Regions from separate parts of the Capra hircus genome. Here region 2 is linked to region 1. A link is a contact called in public Hi-C data. All regions are on one chromosome and are shown on one strand. The core of a region is the stretch at or near the end of the contact, and the rest is flanking DNA. Distances in the headings are between cores, read along the strand shown.

Region 1 (3,796 bases), core at 1,156-3,655:
GCCTGAAACTAAACCGCAGTTTATTAATCCATGATTTGCTTTCTCAGGAGCAAGAAACAGAGAGGGCTCTCAGCAGCAGGCTTGTGGACCACCTAACTCCCTCTTCTCCAGCAGGGGTCTGCTCCCTGACACTTGGCGGGGAGGGGCTGTTTTCTGACTCACTCTGGCCGGAGGCAGAACCCCTTTGTCCGATGGTGTCCGAGTGATATTACCTCCCAACTTGGAGAGCAGACAGACGGTCCATCCATCGCGCACCTGTGCTGTGCCTCTGGCGCCCTCTACAGGACATGTTAAGAACTGGATGCTGGGAACTAGGACAAAACCGGCCCCCTTTACTTGGGACTGAGTAGGGATTTCAGGGCTAAAACTGGGAAAGTCCTGGGCAAGCTGAGATACACTGGCCACTCCATTAAATAAATGGGAACCTAAATCTGGTTGTAGGGGCATGATCGTGGTCATTATGTTATGGCTGAAGTCCAGGGATGGGGAAGGGACAACACAGACCTGGATTCTAAGGAAAGAGGTGCAGAGGTTACCTAGCAGGGAGAAATAAGCTGTTGAATAATGAGGCTCTTTACCCTGAGTCAAAGCTCTCAGCCCTAAAGCAGAGCCATGTATCAGATTCTACAGCCCAGGCTGGGGAAAGAACAGGGGACTGGAGACTTACATTTTTCCTCGTGAGCTGTGAATCATTCTTTTGATTTTCATTCACTTGACAAACAGCTGCTGAAATCTGTTATGTTCCAAGAACCCTCCTGCTGCTGCTACTAAGTCCTGGGCACCAGTAATAAAGATCCAACACGACATGGCCCCTTGCCTTTTGTCTGGTAAAGGAGATGTCTGTCCAAATGGTCAGAGCCCAGCGGATGCACACCTGCATGAATCAAAGACGTTGCAAAAATGTGCCCTGGAAAGGCCTTCTCCCTACAGAGCAATGAGTGAGGCATTCCTTTCAGTGGGTACTTGAGCATGGCAGTAACTGACTGGCAGGAGTCAGGCCCAGGGCCAGGGGGCAGAGGAGCATAAGATGGCTCATTGGAGTCCTTTGAACTCTGCTCTGAAGCTAGCTCATTCTGCCTGACCCCCAGGGACTGACAGAGCCCAGGAAATTTCTAGCCAGAGGAGGTTGGCTAAGTAAATAATGATACTGAAAGTATTTTCCGAGTTAATGCTGGTAAGAAAGAACATGTAGCAAGGTGGGGCTATACATACACTCTCAGATTGCTTCCTATGTCTCAGTCACTCAGCTGTGTCTGACTTTTTGCAACCCCATGTACTGCAGCCCACCGGGCCCCTCTGTTCATGGAATTTCCCAGGCAAGAATATTGGAGTGGGTTGCCATTTCCTCCTCCAGGGGACCTTCCCAACCCAGAGATCTAACCCACGTTTCCTGCATTGGATTCCTCAGTGGATTCTTTACCACTGAGCCACCTGGGTAGCCAACACTCTCAGACTGCTGCTGCTGCTGCTAAGTTGCTTCAGTCGTGTCCGACTCTGTGCAACCCCAGAGACAGCAGCCCACCAGGCTCCCCCGTCCCTGGGATTCTTCAGGCAAGAACACTGGAGTGGGTTGCCATTTCCTTCTCCAATGCATGAAAGTGAAAAGTGAAAGTGAAGTCGCTCAGTCGTGTCCGACTCTTTGCGACCCCATGGACTGCAGCCTACCAGGCTCCTCCATCCATGGGATTTTCCAGGCAAGAGTACTGGAGTGGGTTGCCATTGCCTTCTCGGTGTTGGAGTCATATTCCCATACAATTAAATACGCATCCAGAGAAAAACTAGAAGGAAAAACACAGAAACCGGATCCAGTGAATTTGTAGTAAGATTAGGGGTGATCTTTTATTCCTCTTGGCAAAACTGGGTTTCATATAGTTAAGTCATTTTCACCATAAACAAGGGAAATATCTTTAGTGTTATAAAGTCACATGGACTACATTCTAATGAAAAACTGTAGTTTAAAAAAAAAATAACAGTGCTGCTATAAATTAAACCTGTTACAAAAGAAAAAAAGAACAGTCCTGGATTAACACATCTGAAGTTACCCAGGAAGAGAAGAAACAAAAGCCTGTACAGGGGAATTAATTCTCCTTTCAACTCATGGGGCTTAATTATTTTGTCCGTCTTCCCACCCAACTGGTGCCAGAGGTTGCTTCGCAGGCCAGAAGCAAATCCAGTAGCCAAAGATGCTGGATTAGCTGAGCTGGCCTCCAGGCAAGCTGGGAGATGTAATAAGAGCTGGTGTCCTTCCAAGAGATGATCTCTGAAGGAAAACAATCCCAGGCTGCCATCAAAATGAAGAGATGGAGACAGATTCAGCTCCTGGGCTGAGCTAAGCTGAGTGACAACTTGCTATATCCCTGAGGCAGGTGTGAAGATGACTAAGGAGGGAGGGTCCTCAGGGTGAGGGCCGAGCTCAGGGGGTGGGAAGGTGGGTCCAGTACCTCATAGCTCCTCCCACATACCACAGGCTCCACCACCTCCTCCTTGGTACTTCACAAAAGGTGTGAGATTGTTTCAGTTTTAAACAGGATGCTTCCTGTTCGTCCAGTTTCAAGACTCCAGGGATGCCAATGAATCCCCATCACACTGTCTCCAGCCAGTGCCCATCCCAGGACCCTAGGCTTCCCGTGGACTGAAGAGAAGGAAGTAGGTAATTAACTAGGACATTTGACTAGTGGTTGAACTGACTCTGTCCCTGAGCTTTATCCATTTGGAAACATGGTTCTAGGGTCAAAGGGGGCCCCCTTGGAGGTTGCCCAGCACCCTGGCTCCTTGTATTTACCTCCATCTCTGGCCCTAGAAAGCCAGAAGAAGCTGGAACACACCTGGATGGAGCCTCCCTGGCCTCATCTGGAAACTGACTTCTCCCTTCCCCCATGTCTGCAGGCCAACAAATTCCTCCAGGGCCCAGACCCTGCTGGCAAAGATTTCTGCCCCCTTCCTCCTGCCCAGATCAGTTAATCGCTCTGTCATTTTCAAATCACCCTGACTGGGTGCCCTTGACCCTAATCCTGATAAGATTCTGCTCTCCTAGATCTTGGGGTAGGATGGGGGAGGGGCAGGATTTACCCTGAACATTTCTCCCTGGCTCCCTCTCGAACCTCTTACTCAGAAATACACGAACAAACTGCCTTTCCTCCAGAAAAGATGGTAGATAGAGGTGGAGGAGCCAGTGACAGATCTCCACCCATTCATTCAACGCTTACGGACGGTTTGAGAGTTCTGTGATGGAGCACACTCAGAGATGAGGGGTCCTGGGCCCTTGGAGAAAGAGGAGAGAAACGCACTGACTGTCTCTACCAAAGGCCACCTGCATGGTCCCATGAATCGGGGGAGGGAAACAAACTTTCCTGTGTGCAGACACTAGGGAAGGCTTCAGAAGTGTGGTATCTGAGCTGGTTCTGAAAGGGCAGTGGGAGATAGAGAGAGGGCACTGTGGGAGGCAAGGAAGGACCTGTGGAAAGTTTGGCACAGAGACAGAAAGGGGCAGCAACTAAAACTGAATTCCCCTAAAACTGAGTTCTTCTGCCAAGCTTATGGTTAACCTCCTTATCCAAAATTTCATCCCCTTTCTTGTCCTACACCTGTTACCCTTCCAGATTGAGGAGTATCAAAAAAAAGGGGGGATTATAACCAAGCAGGACCCAATGGGGCCTTCCTGGGAAGACCCCCCACAACATGTCCTCTACCTGCCTCTCAGCTGTAGAAAAACTTCAGCCTCCTAGACTTTCCCAAATAACAAATTTAATTAGAGAAGTGAGAAAATGCAAAAATCAAGGAAAACAGTCAAGTAAGA
Region 2 (3,554 bases), core at 684-3,183, 82 kb before region 1:
CAAGAAAGCTGTAAATACAAGTCAGCGACTTGGGCCTAAAGCTCAGCAAGCCAAGAAATATTTTTGAAAGCATCTATATCTTCCCCCAAAAAACCACTTTTAAAAAAATGCTGCAAAATGTCCATAACGTAAAATTTACCATCTAAATGATTTTTCAGTGTACAGTTCAGGAATGTTATGTACATTCACATTATTATGTGACCAACCTCCAGAACTCCTTTCTCTTGCAAAACTAAAACCCTGTACCCATTAAACAACTAATTTCCCCTCCCCCAGTCCCTGGTAACAACCACTCTATTTTTGGTCTCTGAATTTGACTACACCAGGTACCTCATATAAATAGAATCATGCATTATTTATCTAAAAAAAAAAAAAAACACTTTCAAACCAGAGAAACTAGTAGCAGAGGCAAATGGAAATAATCTAAAGAACAAAGGGACAGAAAAACAGGAAGCAGAAAGTGAACAACGGGGGAGGATTCTAGATTTCAGTATCTATGAAATATGATCTCAACCATAACGTTAGTTATCAGAAGTGGATCTAGGTCCTCTTTTCTAACTATCTTTCAAACAAAAACAGAAAAAACCTGAGCAGAGAGTTGACTGTGAACTACAGATTTGGGTACCCGCAAAACAACTCCAAGCCTAACACTGAATCAAAAGTGAATCACGTAAAAAAAATTTTAATAAAATAAAAAATAAAGTAAATTTAGGGAATTTCCTGGCAGTCCAGTGGTTAAGATTCCGCACATCCACTGCAAGGGACACAGTTTGCTCTCTGGTTGGGGAACTAAGATCCTGCGTGCCTCATGGTGCAGCCAAAAATAAATGAATGAATGAATAAATAAATTTTAAAAGAAGGGATTCAGATCCTCTTCTCTAGTTATCAACAAAATCAACATTCTCTCTTCAGTTCTTAAGATCTGAGTCTAAAGAAGGAAGTTGATGTTGTTGACTTTAAAAAAGTAGTCACAACCTAGAAGTAGACAGTCATGCTTTAGTTGGTGGGAATTTTTAGGACCTGAAGCCTGGGAACAAAACATAACTCTCAGCTTCTAGGTTGTGACTATTTTTTAAGTCACCAGTATCATTATATCATACTCTAGTTCAATCAGAAAGAAAAGCATCTTTGCAGCACAGCATCACACCACTAACTCTGATCTGATACTAAAACAATCTGCCTCAACACTTTCTCAATCTTTCTTAGACTTTCTTTGAGCAAATAAACGTCATTAAGATCTAATAATGCACACATATAAATGTGGAACACTATTGTTTCCGAGTTTCTTAGTAACAGTAAAAATATCTAATTCGATCTCAAAATATTATGCAAAGAAAGACAGTCATCTTAAGTCACAAACTTCAAAAACCTTAGAAATAGGCAATTGAAACAATCAGAGAAGGGCAATCAAACCTGAAAGAAATGCTGGTGCTAGAGCTCATTTCAACTTAAAGAGAACAATATGAACAAAAAGTCACAAGTTTGATGGGAAATTTTCATTCTCCTCATATTAAGTATATTTTAATTACACCTGTTAATCTGGGGATATATCCTGCAATTGGGAAATCATGAAGCAAATTTAACACAATTGCTCTTTCAGAAAAGAGTTATCAGTCACCAAACCTCTGAAAGATTAAAACTGTAATTCTGAAAAAAATTTTTTTGCTTTGCTCCACCTTATTTCTTTTCTTAATTTAGTAGAGGCCCGGAGGCTCTGACCTAGCTTCAGAGAATGAGCCAGTAGAGTGGGTTCAGAGGGAAAAAAATCATCCAGTTGCAGATTAGCAAATGTGTTACAGGGATTAAGAAGTGACACGGCAAAGGAACACCCTAAAAGTGTGTATATAAGGGTCCAAAAGGCAGCCTGCAAATAGGTTCTTCACGATCACCTCTCCTACTCACCTGGACAAGCCAGACCTTCGCAGGAACGCTATGTCTTGCTCATCTCGCATGTCCTCCTCCAGGGCTGGAGGCAGCAGCTCGGTCAGAGTGTCTGCTGGTGGCAGCAGCGGAAGCAGAATTGGTCTCGGGGGAGGCTCTGCCAGGAGCTTCCGAGGAGGCGCCGGCAGCTATGGCCTGAGTGGGGGCGCAAGCGGAGGCTTTGGAGGGGGGTTTGGTAGCTGCTCAATAGGGGGCGGCTTTGGAGGAGCTTCAGGTTCTGGGATTGGCTTTGGTGGGGGCCTTAGCTTTGGTGGGGGCTCTAGCTTTGGTGGGGGTTCTGGCTTCAGCGGGAGTGCGGGATACGGTGGAGGCACTAGTGGAGGTTTCTACAGCTATGGTGGTGGCGTGGGTGGTGGCGTGGGTGGTGGCCTTGGTGACGGGGGGCTTTTCTCTGGAGGTGAAAAGCAAGCCATGCAGAACCTCAATGACCGGCTGGCCAATTACCTGGATAAAGTCAGAGCCCTGGAAGAGGCCAACGCTGACCTGGAGAACAAAATCAAGGAGTGGTATGAGAAATTTGGGCCCGGGTCTAGGGATGGTGGAGCTGGAAGAGATTACAGCAAATACTATCCAGTCATTGACGATCTCAAGAATCAGGTGAGACACTAGCCATGCTGAGTTTCTATTATTTCTGTATCTTTCCCATTTATTCAGATCATGAATGATGACTTTAAGTCACAGTATTATTTGAAAACATATTTGCTTTGTTGTATGTGTAAAACGGGATGTGGAGTGCTTTAACTGTGACACTGAATACAAGACATCCAAACATACTAATTTTGTTTGCATCTCACATTTGAGTGTTTCCACAAAAGAGTAGAATTTACACAATGCCAGGCAGCTAATTAACCTAAGAGTGATGGCAATAAATCGACACTAGCTTCCTCTAATTTTTCATCATGATTAATTCTGGCAGGTTGATGTCCTTTGGCCTCTTACTAGATTTAAATAGCCTTACAGCCATTTTTCTTCCTAGAAAACCTGGTGCAAATATTGTATGAGAATGTGATGGAGTCTAACATGCTTAGACATAGTTGTATGGGAAATATATTTTTAAAGACTCTTTTGGAAGTGAAATTCATGTTTCGCATTATTTTCTGAAAAAGCTCATAGAATAACTGATCTTCCAAAACAGCAAAAATATGTAGAGAATTGTGTTCTGTGAAACAATGTTACATGCTCATTCCAGCAAATGTGCAGGCTGCTAATTTTTACAGAAGGATGTTAGTCTAAGTACATTAGGGTCATCAACGCAGGTGTCATTACTAAGCAAATTTTCAAAGCAACTCACCTTTAAAGGTTAACTCAGGAGACATCTACTCTCACAGATGGACATGTAGACATAGGTTTAAAAAAAAAAAAAAGCAACCATGATTTATTCACTATTATTGTGTTTTCTAGATCATTACTGCCACCACTGAAAATGCTGGGATCATTCTGCAAATTGACAATGCCAGGCTGGCTGCTGATGATTTCAGACTAAAGTAAGAAAAGTGAAGACTTGAAAGCAAGCATTGTAGGAAAATAAAATTCAATCCCTTGGCTTAATTTATTCTAAATTTTAAAGCAATCTTCTAGGGGATCAAGACCTAAATTCACAAGGGTACATTTTA

Evidence for each region. Hi-C and Micro-C count contacts between places; a contact is called where the count stands out from the background.
Region 2: a Hi-C map of blood shows a contact between it and region 1, with 2.4 times the contacts expected there. The contact joins the promoter of KRT24 here to the enhancer-like site in region 1. A contact is called at or near these places in 2 of 5 Hi-C or Micro-C datasets (both in blood).

The regions. Positions count from the first base shown.
Region 1 is chr19:40,468,405-40,472,200 of ARS1.2, reverse strand. No RefSeq gene overlaps it. Among named protein-coding and RNA genes, the nearest start is that of SMARCE1, 33 kb to the left of the region's middle. Within about 2 kb of position 2,405, at least 1 of the 5 cell types and tissues checked has an H3K27ac peak or open chromatin away from gene starts, as enhancers often do.
Region 2 is chr19:40,550,614-40,554,167 of ARS1.2, reverse strand. KRT24 (keratin, type I cytoskeletal 24) reads left to right here and starts at 1,933. Exons shown (of 8, transcript XM_005693787.2): 1 at 1,933-2,538; 2 at 3,343-3,425. The coding sequence starts at 1,933.